2 separate regions of the Ovis aries genome follow, and region 1 is linked to region 2. A link is a contact called in public Hi-C data. All regions are on one chromosome and are shown on one strand. The core of a region is the stretch at or near the end of the contact, and the rest is flanking DNA. Distances in the headings are between cores, read along the strand shown.

Evidence for each region. A called contact is a pair of places that touch in the nucleus more often than the background predicts.
Region 1: a Hi-C map of liver shows a contact between it and region 2, with 4 times the contacts expected there. The contact joins the promoter of TET2 here to the promoter of PPA2 in region 2. A contact is called at or near these places in 2 of 16 Hi-C or Micro-C datasets (hypothalamus and liver).

Annotation. Positions count from the first base shown.
Region 1 is chr6:20,413,144-20,417,734 of ARS-UI_Ramb_v3.0, reverse strand. TET2 (tet methylcytosine dioxygenase 2) reads left to right here and starts at 2,747. Exons shown (of 10, transcript XM_060417553.1): 1 at 2,747-3,017.
Region 2 is chr6:20,089,578-20,094,133 of ARS-UI_Ramb_v3.0, reverse strand. PPA2 (inorganic pyrophosphatase 2) reads right to left here and starts at 1,889. Exons shown (of 11, transcript XM_060417551.1): 1 at 1,697-1,889. The coding sequence starts at 1,877.

The DNA.
Region 1 (4,591 bases), core at 1,498-3,997, 320 kb before region 2:
TAAGAGGAGGAATCTCAAGAATGCACACAATTAATAAAAGCTGGCTCTAAATTACTCCTACAAATGTGCACTAATATTTAGTAAACAGCTGATTATGTGCACTATAGCTTTTCTTTCCCAGAAATAGAGGTTAAGAAAGAAGGTGGGTTTTTTTTTTATCAACAATACAAAATTTTACTAAAATATTTTATACCTGTAGACTTAGAATTTTACTTCCTTTTGCTGTTGAAAAGTCACAATAGCCAAGAGGAGTAAGGAATTTTCTTTCAAATTAACAAAATGTCATGGTGGTTAAGGGTGGGGTGGAGTGCAGAGAAGTTGGCAAGAAAAGGTTCAGGGCCTGTCGCAAAACCAACTGCAAGTCAAGTGTGATTCCAGACAGACAAGAACCACCTGTTACAACACACAGAGAGGGAGGTGTTTAAAAGATAAATGAGAAGGAGGTGACCCTACAGATCATTTCCCCAATTATCATATACATAAGTAAGGGAGCATTCAGGTAGTCATATCAAAGTCATGTCAGTACAATATTTGCCGCATGTTATTCAATGTAGGAAGACATATATTTACGTATATACTTCTAGTCAAGCAAGAAAAACTCCTGGAAGTAGAGAGTTTATGATTGGTAATAGTATTAATAATAACTACCTGGGCACTTGGTGTCATATTCAATTCTCACAACACACTGTTTTAACATGAGCTTCCCTAGTGGCTCAGACAGTAAAGAATCTGCCTGCAACACAGGAGACCCAGGAAAGATCCCCTGGAGCAAGGAAAGGCAACCAGGACTCTTACCTGGAGAATTCCATGGACAGAAGAGCGTGGCAGGCTACAGTCTATGGAATCACCAAGAGTAGCGCACCACTGAAAGACTACCACTTCATACTTGACAGAGGAGGATACACAAAAAGTACTATACTCAAGGTCACACATTTAGTAAGGGGTGGAGTCAGGATCCATCTAGGTCTGTCTGACTCCAAAGCCCATGTTTTCCACAATTCTGCTGTTTTGTGCTGGACACAAAGGTAGGTCACAGTCTTCAGGAAACTTTACTTTTGGGACTTGAAAAACAAATTACAAGGCACCTCTTAAACAGCTTACAGCTCATTAGCAATTACCAAGACTTCAAAGACACATTCGTGTGCAGTTAAAAAAGATGGAAATTCATTTTACATGAATGCTTAGGGAAACGAATGATCTTGCTTAGACAAGTTCGAAACCAGAAGTCGAAGTCAACTTTGTCTCAAAGTGGAATAAACAATGTTTCATTGGAACACACTTTAAACGCTCTTCTTCGCAACAATGTAACACACAAAGAGTTCCCTTTTAAACGCCTTTTCAAAGAGGAAATATTCCGATCTCATAAAATTAGGTAAAGCCTTCACTTCTAAAGAAATTACAGACAAAAAATGTGAGCTATACAAAATATCTTGTGTTGACTTAAGAATAGCCTGGTCACAATGTAGCGATCCGATCACAATGTAGCGATCCCAAAACGGATGTGCCCCCAAAAATCTATCTAAAATTTGAATGCCAGTAACGTGAGAACGTCTAATAGAGGGCGAATCTCAAAAACTATCAATCTGATATAACGATTCACATGGGCTTTGTTCTTTATCTCATCTTCAACATGATTATTCTTTTCAAAAAAGCATTAAAAGTCTACTCGGCAACAGAAAAGAAAAACTGTCCACGGATGCGAATGATTATAGAATCCCGAACGTCAGGGAAAATCGAGAGTCCGTCATTCGAGTTTAGTTCTTTACAGGTTGATTTCTTCATCACTTAATTATAAGGCTGGGCATTTTTGCAAAATAGAGGCTCTTACGCAAGTAAACGTAACCATTTGAAATTGCAGGTTTATTTCTTACGACCGAATTTAGGGAGAAGAGTCACTGTTGAGAAAGTCCTCTCGGATCTGCGTGAATCCTTCTCTCAGCCCACGTGGCCAAAGTAAACAGAAGGTGGGCTGGGGCGGTGAGAAGCGGGCCTCGCTCAATTTCCTAATTTGTCGAGTCTTTCAGACTACAGGCCCCTAAAGCACTAAGGGCATGCCCTCTGAGAAACTGGGGGGTGCTTCTGCAGAGCGAGATGAAAACGACCGTGTGGAGGGGATGCCAAAGCGGGGGGCGAGGCGGGGCGAGTGGACCTACCAGAGGTTGGGGTGCGGGCCTGAGCGGGCGAAGGTGGGTGCGCTCCGGGGCGTGCGCGGGGGTACCTGCCAGGAGGTGGGAGTCGGGGCGGATGCGCGGACACTGGGGACTGGGGAGGTGCGCATCTACCCTAAGGTCGCGGTGGGTACGATACCAAAAAAAGTTTAAAAGGTTCAGCTGGGGTCTCGCATCCTCCTGCCAGGGACGCACCCCACCTCCCCCGTGGTTCCAGTCCCACGCCTCCAGCTGGGTGGCGACCCCGTGCAAGGGCCCCGGGGTCCGGACCTTCCCCCGCGCTCCCCCGGGCGCACTGCTCCCCTGCCTGGCTCCGCAGTCCCAGCCTCGAGCGCGCGCCCCTGCGCTCGGGCCCAGGTGCCGCCGGCTTCCGCGCTGGGAGCCCCGGGGCGGGGAGCCAATTCCCGGGGAGTCCGGGCCGAGAGCCCCGGGGCGGCGGTGGAGGCCCGGGCGCAGAAGGCGGTGTCCGGGGCGGAGGGGAAGGAGGAGGAGGAGGAGGAAGCGGGGCGGAGGAGGCGGAGAAGCGGGAGGAGGCGGAGGCGGAGAGCGGCGGCGGCGGCCTCGGCCAGAGCTCGGGCGGCCCCGCCGCCTCCTCCTCGCGAGCGCCGCGCGCCCAGGCCCGGCTCGCATGCGAGTCACGTCCGCCCCCTCGCCGCGGCCGCCCCGAGACGCCAGCCCCGCCGGGTGATGAGAACAGACGTCAAACTGCCTTATGAATATTGATGCGGAGGCTAGGCTGCTTTCGTAGAGAAGCAGAAGGAAGCAAGATGGCTGCCCTTTAGGATTTGTTAGAAAGGAGACCCGACTGCAAACTGCTGGATCGCTGCAAGGCTGAGGGACGAGACCGAGGTCAGAGCGCTTCTCTTACGCCGCGAAACTCTCCCCTTCCTCTCCCCTTCGCTTTCTCTCGGGCTCGCAGGGGCTGGGGCGCAAAGCCTGCAGTGTCACCCGCGAAGAACCGAGAGGGAAGAAGGGAAGCTTCACAAATTACTGGAGCCTCTTCAACATGGCTGACAAATATAGTTTTAATTCCCCCCACCCCCCTTTTAAACCTGTAGTTGTGTGTGCTCTCTCTCCTGTTAGTTAATGCTCGTGCCCTCCTCACCCAGAAAACTTAGCTTTGTGAGTCCGGCCGGCCGCTTTCCCGGCCTTTTAGCCTCCGGAAAGTGATTTTTCTCTGCTTTCCTTTCTAAACTAGTGCAGCTGTCGGGGGGCACGACTTTTTCCTTGACTCTTCCCCCACCCCCCTCCCTCGGTGGAAGGCAGACGAGCCCCGGGTTTATCCTCACCCACCCCTGGGGAGCACACGGACCGAGTGGGTTTCGACCCTTTTCTGCGCTGGGGGTCTGGATCTGAGTGTGCGTTTGCGTCCGCCCCCTTCTGCCTGCCCCGTGTCCCCTTTTCGGGGGGCCGCGCTCAGCGAGTGTCACAGCGAGTGGAACAGGAGTCTACTCGGTCGGGGGTTGTTGTGTTTTTTGTTTTTTCTTTCCCCGCTGAAGTACGCGTGTTTTGTTAGCGCTGCGGAGCCGAGAGAGGAAAAGAATAGTTTCTCGGCTTCCCCACACAAGACCCGAACCCCACTTTTCTCAAGGTGCATCAGCTCTGCGATGGGCTGTCCCTTCCAGCGTGGGGGAACGTGTGTGAGAGCATTTGTGGGCAAATCTGTGTCCTGGCTTTGTGCTTCTCCCAAATCAGCTTCGTCGGGTTCGCCGGTAAGTGACAGGCAGACACAAAGGCAGGCGCAGGCCGGGGGAGGGGGCAGACGGGCGGGCGCGGGGACGGGGGGAGAGTGGAGAGTTGGAAGACGGCAAGGTCAGGGGCGCAGAAAGAAATGAAACCCAATCCCAGTGAAGAAACGGAGAAGCAGAGAGCAGATTTCTAGCAGTCTCGTGCAAATTTGTCTTTTTCGCAGTTCTCTGGTCTTTTTTCTGCCTTTCTCTGTGTTTCCCTTTTCTCCTCCCGTTCTTCTTTTTCTCCTTCTTCCTTCACTCATACATGACTCTTGATGAATCTTTTTCATGGAGGCCGCTTTTCTAGTGATACTAGGCTAAGTTTCTATGGAGAGTTTTCTATCTGTGGCAAAATAAAGTGTGGGCTGGATAGACTGCTGGGAAGGTCGAGTGCGAAATATAAGTGAAATTTACAGGCTGTTGCCCTCATGACATACTTTTAATGGTATTGAGTGAGTTTTTCTCCTCCTCCTTGTACTGTTTAGGAATTGAAAAGGGGTCATTTTCCAGTCGTTTAAAATTTAGTTAAATATTTTTATATTTGCCTGTCTAGGGAGTAGAATACAGCCACAGTTTAAAAATCTCGACTCATACATCATGCTTTTCTTTCTCCAGTCAGGGATAGATAATGGCAAATCCAAATCCAAAAATATTCATCAATAAATGATCCAACATAAAAGTAAGATTCTATCT
Region 2 (4,556 bases), core at 640-3,139:
CCTTCTCCGCTCTACTTCATTAGCCTTGACCAAATAAGGATGGAAAAGAATATGGAGAAAAGTTTAAAGAAAACGGGAATTTTAGTATCAGCTGCCTTATGACCACATGCCTGTGTGCTCAGGTGCTCAGTTGCTCAGTCGTGTCCGACTCCTTGTGATTCCATAGACTGTAGTTCACCAGGCTCCTCTGTCCATGGGATTCTCCAGGTAAGAACACTGGAGTGGGTTGCCATTTCCTGCTCCAGGGCATCCTCCAACCCAAAGACAGTAACCACAAAACTATGCAAATTGAGTCTTCTCTCCTATAAAATACACCTCCACCCTAGGCTCAAGTAGGAAACGTGTAAACATTTTGTAAATTACAGGTATCAAAAATGATCACAAGTATTAACAACATAACTTATATTCTAGATGCTGTGACTAATACACTATGCCATGTAATTCTTACAGCCCTACTTTACATATGATAAAAACCAAGGCTCAGCAAGTTTGGAAACTCGTCCAGGATCACATAGTTAAGAGCTAAAGAATCCAGATTCGAACTGAGACCCAAAGTCTCTAGAGTTGGCATTCCTAATTGGTGGACGGTAAGGCAAGGCCGTGGAGAAGGCAATGGCACCCCACTCCAGTACTCTTGCCTGGAAAATCCCATGGACGGAGGAGCCTGGTAGGCTACAGTCCATGGGGTCGCTAGGAGTTGGACATGACTGAGCGACTTCACTTTCACTTTTCACTTTCATGCACTGGAGAAGGAAATGGCAACCCACTCCAGTGTTCTTGCCTGGAGAATCCCAGAGACAGAGGAGCCTGATGGGCTGCCGTCTCTGGGGTCGCACAGAGTCGTACACGACTGAAGCGACTTAGCAGCAGCAGCAGCAGCAGCAGCAGCAGCAGCAGCAGCAAGGCAAGGACAACTTCACAAAAAAAAAAAAAAAAGGTACTATTCCCCTTGGGGCTCTCAGATCAGTGAGGGATGACAGCAACTCAACCAACCTCGCTGCTTCACATCATAGCTAACCTCCACAGTGAAACATACAGGTGCCAAAAAAAAAAAAAAGTGAGACTAAGGGAGACCTGGGTCTTTCCCATCTTAGCTGGCCACGTCAAGGTCCTAAGTCGCTTCGCCCTCTGGATTTGCTCAATTTGGGGAGAAGAAGGGGTTACTTTGGAACAAACGAGGTCCTTGATCGTGGATCACATTCAAGGTGCAAACTCGCGAGTATAAATTCAGGCTGCTGAGAGAGCCTTCATCAGAGCCCCGCCCCATAAAAGAACAGCTGGACCAAGCATCGCCGAGTCCCGCCTGCCTCTCCAATCGCCAGCGGCCCTAGCCGGAAAAGCCTTGTTACGCCCACCCGGAGGGCGGGCTGACCCGGGAACTCGGTTCACCACAGTTGAATCCGGAACGCCGGCGGGGGCCGGGCTAACGGCTGCGGGCCCAGGCAGGTGACGGCGGCCCCCGCTCAGGGTGACCCGGCGCGGCCCCGCCTGCCGCCCTGCGTCCCTGCGCTCCGTGACTGCGGACTTGGCTCCCTTCGCAGGCGGCTCCCGCGGCTCGGCGCGGGGCCCCGCGTGCGGGAACGTGGCCTGGACCGCGCGGCGACCGCGCTGTGCCCGCCGGACGCAGGGATGGAGGCCACGCTCCCATCCCCAACCTCCGGTGCGACGCGCGGCGGGCCTCCCGCGAGCTACTTACTGAAAAAGAGGCGGTAATCGGGAGAGTGGGGCTGGCCGCGCTCCTCCGTGCGGTACAGGGCCATGGTCCGACGCGGCCCGGGCCCTGCGCTCGCTCCCCGCGGCAGGCGGGCGGCGGCAGCGGCGGCGGCGCCCACGGGCCAGGCCCAGCTGGTGCGCAGCAGCGGCAGCAGCGCGCGCATGGCGTAGACACTGGTCCGGCTTCGCGCGGGTGGTGCCGGGGGACTCGCCCGGCCGCGCGCCGGCGCCCCCTACCGCCCGGAGTGGGCACTCCCAGGCGGAGGTTTGGAACCCCGCCCCCGCCACGCTGGCGGTGGAGACTGCTCCTTGAAATTAGAGCGCCTGGCAAACTGGCAGGATTGCACAAGGGTACCCGCAGCGAGATCGAGGTTCAAGGCCCACCACCCTTGAGGAGCTCACTGCCACTTATTAATGTATACATGCATTCACTCTTTTACTCACTCATCCAGACAGCATTTACTGTATTTATCATGCATGTGCGCCAAGTCACTTCAGTTCAGTTCAGTCACTTCAATCCTGTCCAACTTTTTGCGACCCCATGGACTGTAGCCCATCAGGCTACTCTGTCCATGGGATTTTCCAGGCAAGAGTATTGGAGTGGGTTCCCGTTTCCTTCTCCAGGGGATCTTCCCGACAAGGATCGAACCTATGTCTCTTATATCTCCTATATTGGTAGGCAGGTTCTTTACCACTAGTGACCACCCAGCCATAGTGACTTAATATTGACTAATTGCTCTGTCCCAAGCACCCTCTATATCCTGTCCAATGTTGGAGACAGGCATGCACGCACATGAAAACATCACTGTGAGACATAATCAGGCCTCCTTATGAAGACTTGACATAACTTCAGTTCAGTTGCTCAGTCTCGTCTGACTCTTTGCAACCCCATGAATCACAGCACGCCAGGCCTCCATGTCCATCACCAACTCCCGGAGTTCACTCAGATTCACATCCATCGAGTCCGTGATGCCATCCAGCCATCTCATCCTCTGTCGTCCCCTTCTCCTCCTGCCCTCAATCCCTCCCAGCATCAGAGTCTTTTCCAATGAGTCAACTCTTCGCATGAGGTGGCAAAAGTACTGGAGTTTCAGCTTTAGCATCAGTCCTTCCAAAGAAATCCCAGGGCTGATCTCTTTTAGAATGGACTGGTTGGATCTCCTTGCAGTCCAAGGGACTCTCAAGAGTCTTCTCCAACACCACAGTTCAAAAGCATCAATTCTTCGGTGCTCAGCTTTCTTCACAGTCCAACTCTCACATCCATACATGACCACTGGAAAAACCATATCCTTGACTAGGACCTTTGTTGGCAAAGTAATGTATCTGCTTTTGACTATAACTTAATTTCATGGCTGCAGTCACCATCTGCAGTGATTTTGGAGCCCCCCAAAATCAAGTCTGACACTGTTTCCACTGTTTCCCCATCTATTTCCCATGAAGTGATGGGACCAGATGCCATGATCTTCATTTTCTGAATGTTGAGCTTTAAGCCAACTGTTTCACTCTCCACTTTCACTTTCATCAAGAGGCTTTTTAATTCCTCTTCACTTTCTGCCATAAGGGTGGTGTCATCTGCATATCTGAGGTTATTGATATTTCTCCCAGCAATGTGCTTCTTCCAGCCCAGTGTTTCTCATGATGTACACTGCATAGAAGTTAAATAAGCAGGGTGACAATATACAGCCTTGACGTACTCCTTTTCCTATTTGGAACCAGTCTGTTGTTCCATGTCTAGTTCTAACGGGAGTAGCCATGAAGAGATATCCCACGTCCAAGGTAAGAGAAACCCAAGTAAGACTGTAGGTGTTGCAAGAGGGCATTAGAGGGCAGACACACTGAAACCATAATCACAGAAAACTAGTCAATCTAATCACACTAGGACCACAGCCTTGTCTAACTCAATGAAACTAAGCCATGCCCATGAGGCCACCCAAGACAGGCGGGTCATGGTGGAGAGGGCTGACAGAATGTGGTCCACTGGAGAAGGGAATGGCAAACCACTTCAGTATTCTTGCCTTGAGAACCCCATGAACAGTATGACATAACTTACAGAGCCCCAAACAGTAACTTCCTCAGATGCCTTCTCCATGAAGCCCTGCCTACTTAATTCAAGCAGAGGTGATTTATCATTCCTTTTTCTTACATTTTCTTTCCTACAGTGGCACCTGGTACTGTTTCTCCCTATGTTTGTAAATTTACCATTTTCCCCATTTCATCTGATCTGCACACTGGATTGACTACATGCCAAGCACTTAAGATTTGAGATTTAGTACTTTTGAAGAAGGGAGCATCCAACATACCTTACATAGATAATGGCTCCTTTGTTGTTGAGTTAAATTGTTCCTGGAACTCCTTCTCTACCAAACCTCTGCCATGAGCATATGAAATTCTAAGCTTAAGAGCGTATGAAATTATCGGCTTTCCAGAAAATTTTATGGGAATAGCATCTACAGGTATCATCTCTTCTTTTTCATATTCTTCCTTCATCCCAGTCCAAATGGGTTCCTTCCTCCACCCTCACCAGGTTATCAGTAACTCATTGAATATAAAGGTCAATTCCCATAATAAATCAGAATGAGAGAATCCAGAAGAGAACATTAAATAAGATACGTTTCCATTAGAAATTAAAACTTTTAAAGAAAATTAGATACTTCAGTTATTTAGTCTATAAAAGTGAAACAAGAAGACTAGTAATTTTATGTTCAACATAAACATAATATTGAAACAATATTGTATATCAGCTACACCTTGTTAAAAACAAAAAGAGAAAACAATTTTACAAGAGGCCAAAAAATTCACTTACAAGTTTGCAAAAACTAAGTGAAATTGTTTTAATTAAAAGA